2 separate regions of the Sus scrofa genome follow, and region 2 is linked to region 1. Evidence: chromatin contacts called from public Hi-C data. All regions are on one chromosome and are shown on one strand. The core of a region is the stretch at or near the end of the contact, and the rest is flanking DNA. Distances in the headings are between cores, read along the strand shown.

Region 1 (4,428 bases), core at 1,897-4,396:
CACTCTGGAAAATCCAGATTTATACAAAGGATAAAACTGTCTTCAATGATTAATTTTATAAAAGGGTCCACCACAGCTTCCTTTGGGTTCTTTAAAAGTAATACTCAAGTTTCCCCAGGCTTTATGCCGTCTGGGTTTTTTAAATTGTGGTAAAATACACATAGCATAAGATTGGCCATCTCGGGCCCTTCAGTGTGCTATTGAGTAGTGTCAAGTATATTTATATTGTTGTACAACCATCACCACTATCCATTTTCAGACGTTTTCATCTTCCCAAACTGAAAGTCTGCTCCCATTAAACACTAAGCCCCTGTTCTCCCCTCCCCCATGCCAGCCCTGGCCAACCATTCTACTTTCTGCCTCTCTGGATGTGACTACTTTAGGAGCCTCATACAAGTGGAATCATACAGTCTTTATTCTTTTGCAAACGGCTTCTTTCTTTCAGCATAATGTCTTCAAGGTTCATCCATATGCAGGGTGTATCAGAATTCCCTTCCTTTTTAACACAGAACACTGTTCCCTTGCACATTGTATATACTGCATTTTATCTATCCACTCGTGTATAGTTTGACGAAGGTTGTTTCTACCTTTTGAGTATTGTGAGTAATGCTGCAGTGAATACTGCTGTACTAATATCTCTTTGAGACCCGTTGCTGGATCACCTAGTAGTTCTATTTTGGAGCCACCTGACTGTTTTCTGTGGTAGCTGCACTATTTTACATTCTCAGCAGCAGCACTCAAGGGTTCCGGTTTCTCCACAGCCTCACCAGCACTTGATCTCTTCTGGGTTTTTATTTTTTGTTTGTTTTTTGTCTTTTTGTCTTTCCTAGGGCTGCACCTGAGGCATATGGGGGTTCCCAGGCTAGGGGTCTAATCGGAGCTGTAGCTGCCGGCCTAGGCCACAGCCACAGCAACATGGGATCCGAGCCGCGTCTGTGACCTACACCACAGCTTACAGCAATGCTGGATCCTTAACTCACTGAGCAGGGCCAGGGATCGAACTCAAAACCTCATGGTCAGATTCGTTAACCACTGCACCACGACGAGAACTCCTGATCTCTTCTGTTTTTTGAAATAGCCATTCAGTGGTGTCATTTCAAAAGTAATAACCCAAGTTTCTTTGGCTCTGGGCCCCTCAGCACCTGGGTCCTCTTTAATTGTCTGAGTTTTCCAGTTTGTCTCCATATGTGCTCAGAAGAAGCCTCTTTGGGCCAGTGCCTCAGAAGTCCTGAGGCTTCCCACTGGGCCTGGGGGTGGGGGCTTCATGGACCTGGCTGAAGGGTCCCAGCTGGGTGGAGGAGGACTCTATTCTGGGGGAAGAGCCCTTCTGCCCCCAAGCCCCCAATCCCTGCACCCCGAGTCTGTCTGGTGCTGCTTCAGGATTAACTCCGCCAAGGCGGCCACCAGACGTCCCAGGCAGGTCTGCATCTGGTGGGCTTATGCTCAGACCTCTGCCCTAAAGTGTTCACAGGGATAAAACATGTCCAGTTCTGAGCATCCAGCTGCAGGGGGGTGCGAACCGAGGGTGGCGGCCCCTGTGACCCACCGGCAGAGCAGAGGAAACAGACAACCGGGTCTCTGACGTCAGCTTGTCAGCACATCCCATGGCCGTGCTGAGCTTGTAGAGTCTTCTGGATGAGAGGAAAAGCTGACCTTGGACTTCCCATTGTGGATCAGCTGGTTAAGGACCCAACGTTGTCTCTGTGAGGTTGCAGGTTCGATTCCTGGCCTCGCTCAGTGGGTTAAGGATCTGGCGTTGCCATGAGCTATTGTGTAGGTAGCAGATGGGGCTCAGATCCTGTGTTGCTGTGGCTGTGGTGTAGGCCTTCAGCTGCAGCTCCGATTCTACCCTCAGCCCAGGAACTTCCATGTGCCGTCGATGTGACTATAAAAAGAAAAAAAGAAAAGAAAAAGAAATAGCCAAACTTGGCACCATGGTCTAGAATCTTAGCTGAAGAGACCCTTCGTGATCCATCAACATTTACTGGGTGTAGAGAAAGAGGTTGATTCTATGATCCATTTTACAGATGAAGAAACTGGGGCACAGAGAGGGTAAGTAACCGGTCCAGGGCCACACAGCTGTAAATGGTGGAATTATGCTTCCAAAAAGAATCTGCTCTAGATGTTTCAAACCATGCTCCTCAGAGCCCTGGGCATCTATGCTGGGCTGTCAGGAGTAGGGGGCTTACAGTGGGAGAGGGCGAGAGGGGAAGGCCCACCCACCCACTTGAAGCACAGCAGCCCACTTGCCTCCAGTTCACGTGTTCAGTTGCCTCTTAGGCATTATTTGAACCGAGAGAGGCTTTAAAATTGTTTTGGAAAGCAGTCATCCAATCCAACGCTTCCTCCACCCTCGCCCTCTCACAAATGGAAACGGGGGCTCAGATAAGAACCCAGACCTGCACAGAGTCCCCATATCAGGGCCCTGCCCTCCAGACCTGGTGCTTCGTCTGCCCACTCCAACTCACCTGCTTTCCTGGTGGGTTGTTATTAGTTTACTCCAGGTTTTTCTGAAAACGGAAATCCTTCTATTTGTGAACTCTCCCCATCTGATGAGTTGGTTCCCTGGAAAGCCTTGTTTCTGAACCAGAATGGCTTTTATTTCACGGAACAGAGTCTACTGCCTTTGAAACAGGTGCTTATGAGAATGGGGCTCCCAAGCGCACAGCACTCAACAGTTTACAAAGGAGTTTCCCTTGCTCCGCGTGGCCTCGGGTGCCCCTCACAGCAACCTCTCAAGTATACAGCCACCTTCCTTCCTCCTCCTGGACGAGGGGAGGCAACAGCGGGGCCGAGCCTGACACTTGCCATGGCATCACTGGACCTAGGCTGCTGGCTCCACGCCCAGCACTTGAGGGGCCCAGCAAGCAGCCCTGAGATTAAAGTGGGGAGCAGGGCAGATACCACCCACTCGAGGCTGCTGACTGGCCGTGCGGGGCCACCCTCTTAATAAGGTTAAGCAAACGGCTCAGAGAGGATGACAGGAGGCTTCGGAGCCCCTGCTGGGGGAGAAGCAAGGAAGAGAAACATCTGGTGCTGATGCAGCTGCTGTGCTGGACGGAGTCTCATCCTTGAGACAGTCAACTGTGGTCCCAGAGAGGGGAGGTAGCCAGAGCCCCTGCGAGGGAGGTCAGGACTCTGTTGATGACTCATGGGTAACAGCTCAGCCTGACAGCAGCCAACTCCCTAAAAATAGCCCTTGGGGAGTGTCTAGAAAGTACCAGGGGGAACTAAAGTCTGTGGGCAGAATGGTGGGCACACAAAAAGGTCTGACTAGCACCTGCAGGGACTTGATGACATCTTAGGTCCTCACTTGGCCGTGATCCTGCCATGAGGAAGATGAGAACCTGTTCCCAGAGTGGCCTTAACTACAGCCCGTTGAGGGAATATGCATCAGTGTGCCGGGCGTGCCGCCCACCCCTGACACCTGCCAGCGCCTTGCTTCAGGTACATAACTGTGTATAGCTGGCCCAACAACCCACAGAAGTAGATTCTGGTACGAGTCGCCTTTGCAGATGAGAGGTGAGGCCACCCGTCAAGCTCAGGCATCTGGGATGCAACCCAGGTGGCCCTCTGGGCAGAGCCTTCTCCAGCGGGAGTCTCCTGGGAGCACGAGAGAGGTGATGCTTTGCTGGGGCTGGCTGGGCCCAGATCCCTGTGGCCTCTCTCCTGGGCCACTTTCTGATCCTGTTGCAGAAGGATGGGTTTTGGAGGAACCAGGTGGTGATTATGTTCTCCCTTGGCCCTCCTTCTTACTGGCTGTGGAATCCCTGGCAAATTATTTAACTTCTCTGAGCCTCAGTTTCATCATCTTTAGAAAGGATATAAGTGTACCACCTCAAAGGGAAGCCAAGGATGAGCTGGAAGGATGTGCATAAAACTTAGGAAACAGGGTCATGTATGCAGTAGGTTAGTACATGCACGAGCTCCCCCACACACCATGGGGGGGGGGTGTAGGCCGGACAGCATCTCCCTGAGGTCCCCTGGGAGTAAGTGTGGGAGCCTGGCCTACCCAACCCCCACCCATCTGCCCCCATTTCCAATCAGCTTGGGCCCTGGACCACCAGGCCCCTGCGGGCAGCAGAGGCTGACAGGGCTGATGGGAGCCAGTCCCAAGGGGTCTGAAGGCAGATTACCAAGGACGGATGAGGTGAAGGGGACATGCCTGTGAGCTGACAGCATCGCTTGTGATGAAGGGAGGGCAGGAGGGCGGGGGTCCCTAATCTCAGCCTGATGCCTTCTGCAAGGACAAGGTTACCATCTGGGGGCGCCTCTGCTGGAGGCTTTCCTTTTGTGCCAAGGTCACTCCATGACTCCTGTTAAAATTAGCCTCCTGCTCATCGCTCTGGACTGAATGGCCTTTCCTGTGAACCATGAGGACCTGGCCATGCAAGGACAGGCTGGGCTGTATGCCCTCCCGAAGCAAAC
Region 2 (3,902 bases), core at 314-2,813, 170 kb after region 1:
AGTCGGATTCGTTAACCACTGCGCCACGACAGGAACTCCAGCGTGGTGTTTTTAAAAAGAAAAGTCCACACAATTGATTAGCCTATTAGAAGTTCCTTTCTGGCGGTCTCAGATGTCCTCACAGTGTTTTGTGTGCTGCATTTTTCATTTAACTTGAGATGTAAACATTTTTTCTTTCTTGTTAATGGTGTCTTTCTCATAATCATTTACAATTGCGTCATGTTTCATTGAGTGGGTTGGATGACAAGACTCTGGTAGAAAATATTGAAACTCTGCCCATTTGGAGGTGTGGTGAGTTATGGGGAGACGTGGCATGTCTGATGGGGGCTTTTAGGAAGCACGGCCTTGACCTTCCATCCTTCTTTTGGTTGCTGTTGTAACACCTGATTCTTCGATGCAGGTCGGACTTCTGCACTTACTACCCTAAACGAGGTCTCTGCCACCTGAATACCCAATTTGATTAACAGATCACCAGCATTCTAAGAGTAAGGTTTCCTCTTAGCTCCTGTAACATCTACTGGAATGCTTATATAGCAGATGCTCAAGTAAATATTTGTTGGTGACAAAGACATACGTGCTGACCTCCAGTGCCTTTCCCTCGGTCTGTAAAATAGTTGGTTGACTGTGTGTAACCCGGCCTGTGTTGCAAATGAGAAGGAGTTTTTAAGGCAAGTTTCCTTGTTAGATTCTCAAGGCAGCATGAGGTCAGGATCCAGTAGGGAGACCAGGACTGCTAGGAGGGCTCCTGGAATGAGGTTCAGTCCCCCCCATGTAAAACAATGAGTGTTGGGGGGAAAGGGACCCTCCCCTCTAAAAAAGAGGAATGAGTTGAGAGAACTTTGTTTGTGCAGCCTTCTTTAGATGAACTGAAAAGAAGCTGGTTTGCTTATCTTTGAAAGGAAAAGAGTGTGAATCTTTATCTGTGAGAGGCACGTACTGAAATATGTACGAATGAAACGACGGAATATCTGAGATTTTCTTTAAAAAAAAACCCAGGATGGGGGCAAGTGGGGCAAGGTAGATATGATTGGTCACAAATTGTTGGAAATTGAGTGATGATTAAATAAGAGTTCATTTTCCTATTCTGGCCATTCTTGAATATCCTTAAAATTTTCCATGATTAAAAAGAAATAGAATAATTGGGTTGTGCCCCATTTGGACTGGAGAGGTGATCTAAAAAGCCCTCCGTCATGATTTAGGCAGGAATGCCAGTATCAGTTTTGAGGCTGTAGTGCCATCTAGTGTTGATTGCAAGCACACAACAACATTGCCAGCGCCCCTCCTTGGTTGGAGGTCCTCTTTTGACCTCCCCTGGCCTGTCCAGTCCTCTCACCTCCTCATTCCCCACCGGAAGCCCTGGGCCAAGGGAGCTGGAGTGGAGCAATATCCCAGGTGAGGGTGTGGTGGAGGCGTTGGCAGAGGTGGGAATGGCTATTGGTGGAGGCGTCCAGGTTGTTGCCTCCAGGCTTGGGGAAGCAAGCTGAGAACAGGAGTTGGCATGTCATGTGCGGCTCTGAAGGCAGGTGACCTTGCTGGAGGGTTCTCAATGTGACCCAGGTGCAAAAATAGCCTCTCTTGTGACCGGTGTGTGCTCAGCTCCCCAGCCTGAGCAAACAGCCCCTCACACCTGCACACTGTTGACTCACAGCTACTTGTTTGCAGGTGCAAATGACTGTTTGTGTACCCAGAGTTGAGGGGAGGGTCCCCCACCATCCTCTTCTCCAGCCCACGCTCCCTTAGAGCAGGCAGTGGGGCCATAGACCTAGCAGAATGTTTGACTTTAAACCCCAGGGCAAGGGGGCTAGGTCCTGAGGGAGGGAGAGCTTGTACCCTCCCCCACCAAATCTCCCCCTCAAGTAGAGGAAAATCCACTCTTGCCTCTGATAGTAGGGCAGGAACCATTTGGACGCCAGTGTGGCTGTATTTAGGGACAGAAAATTTAGAAATGACAGTAAATTTTCAAAATAGGAAGCACTATACATGAAGTCAGAGAGACTTCTGAAAGTCCTAAACTGGACTTTACATAGATCATGGGCAATGAGAAAAATAGGCCCAGCCTGTCTCAGCAAGATGGCTGAAATTTGTCAGTTGTTAAGTGAGAGTGTGCAAAAAGGGCCGTGTTCCCTTGGACGGGCTTTGTTGCTTATAATATGCACCTTTATTTCCTGTTCCAGTAAGCAAGAAAAAATGTCAGACTATGACAGTGTACCATACAGATGTGTTGAAATGAGAAAAAAAGAGGTACAGCCTTTTTTTTGCAGAAAAGTTTGAAAATTTTAAGAACTTTCAGAAAACATAGTCCCTTTGGCTTAGTGGTTCTATATCTAGAGAAGCATCCTAAGGAATGCTAAGAAGAGTGTACAAGATGAGAAGTATTTACAAAATGAAAGTCAGAAATTGGGTAACAATTAAGTAAAAGTTAATGATAATAGTTAAAGGAGGGCACATTTGTATGATGGGATAATATACTGCACTAAAATGAATTTATGAAGAATTTCTAACATGGGAAAATGATTTGGTATGAAGTGAAAAAACAGGCTCAAAATGATACCGCTTGACCTCAAGTAGGCAAAAATATGTCAATATATAAAGTATTGCAAAGGATGTAACAGAACAAAATGTTAATAATATGGTGATCTTTGAGTTACAGGATTATGCATGATTTCTGTAAATTTTTTTACACATTTCAGCATTTAAAATTTTTTCCCAAAGTAAATATTGATTGTATTTCTGTTGAAGGGGCCACAGAACCTCAATTTTGTTTTTTTTTTTGCTCTTCTGTGTCCGTTATCTTTGTTTAAATTTTTTATTTTTTAATTACTCAAATGAATTTATCACATCTGTAGTTGTATAATGATCATAACAATCTGATTTCACAGGATTTCCATCCCACAGCCCAAGCACATCCCCCCCACCCCCCAAACTGTCTCCTCCGGAGACCATAAGTTTTTCAATGTCTGTGAGTCAGCATCTGTTCTGCAAAGTTCAGTCTGTCCTTTTTTCAGATTCCACATGTCAGTGAAAGCATTGGATGTTGGTGTCTCATTGTATGGCTGACTTCACTTAGAACCTCAATTTTGAAAGGGAATAAAGAGAAAGAAGGCCTTGAGTAGAACTTAGTGTTAGCTGAGCCCCAGGGCTCTGAAGGAGAGGCATCCAGGTGCTAGTGGTCTCTGCCAGACACACCAGGGGGAGCCGCGTCGTGTCTGGGAGTCACGTGTCCACCTCCCAGGACACCGAGAGCCAACTCCCCAGGGTTAGGTCAGCGCGCCGAAGAGCACGGCAGCTCCGTCTTGCTGTCCTTGTGAGGGATGCTCGTGATTTCCTTGGTCTCTGGATCCTTCAACATGAAATTTCCAGGCACAGGCAGGGAACTAACCCTGTGTCGTTTCCCACCCAGTAGATATGTTTGATGACTTCTCGGAAGGCAGAGAGTGTGTCAACTGCGGGGCCATGTCCACCCCGCTGTGGCGGCGGGACGGGACCGGCCACTACCTGTGCAACGCCTGCGGCCTCTACCACAAGATGAATGGCATCAACCGGCCCCTCATCAAGCCCCAGCGCCGCCTGGTAAGCTGGCTGCAGGCTCCCGTCTTCCTTCTCTCAGCTCCGGCTTTCGCAGCCTGGTGGGAAATCCCTGGTTTTGAATTTGGGGGCTTCAAGTCATCTTTCAAAGAAGGTGCAGGTTGAAGGGTTGGGTGGCAAAAAAAGTCATTTCTTATACCTCCAGAGTTAGCTTCAGCTGCAAGGATGTTTCAGACCATTTAGTTCAGCCCCTTGCTTATGTGGACGTGAAAGGTGAGGTTCAGTAAAGATTATGGCCTCGCCTGCAGTCACTTAGGTCTTGAGTCTCCCCGTGGGGACCAGAGTTCAGACTTTCTGCTCCCCAACCCATTGGCCCG

The links. Hi-C and Micro-C count contacts between places; a contact is called where the count stands out from the background.
Region 2: a contact with region 1 is called in a Hi-C map of fetal liver, with 2.8 times the contacts expected there. The contact joins two enhancer-like sites. A contact is called at or near these places in 24 of 47 Hi-C or Micro-C datasets (adipose tissue, alveolar macrophages, brain and 15 more) and 1 of 2 datasets of contacts at active chromatin or transcription factors (skeletal muscle).

Annotation. Positions count from the first base shown.
Region 1 is chr14:14,748,840-14,753,267 of Sscrofa11.1, forward strand. No RefSeq gene overlaps it. Among named protein-coding and RNA genes, the nearest start is that of TRNAD-GUC, 44 kb to the left of the region's middle. Within about 2 kb of position 3,147, at least 5 of the 83 cell types and tissues checked have an H3K27ac peak or open chromatin away from gene starts, as enhancers often do. A contact at or near this core is called in fetal liver, where this site is marked.
Region 2 is chr14:14,924,523-14,928,424 of Sscrofa11.1, forward strand. It overlaps GATA4 (GATA binding protein 4), which reads left to right. Exons shown (of 6, transcript NM_214293.1): 2 at 3,404-3,570. Among named protein-coding and RNA genes, the nearest start is that of NEIL2, 19 kb to the right of the region's middle. Within about 2 kb of position 1,564, at least 7 of the 83 cell types and tissues checked have an H3K27ac peak or open chromatin away from gene starts, as enhancers often do. A contact at or near this core is called in fetal liver, where this site is marked.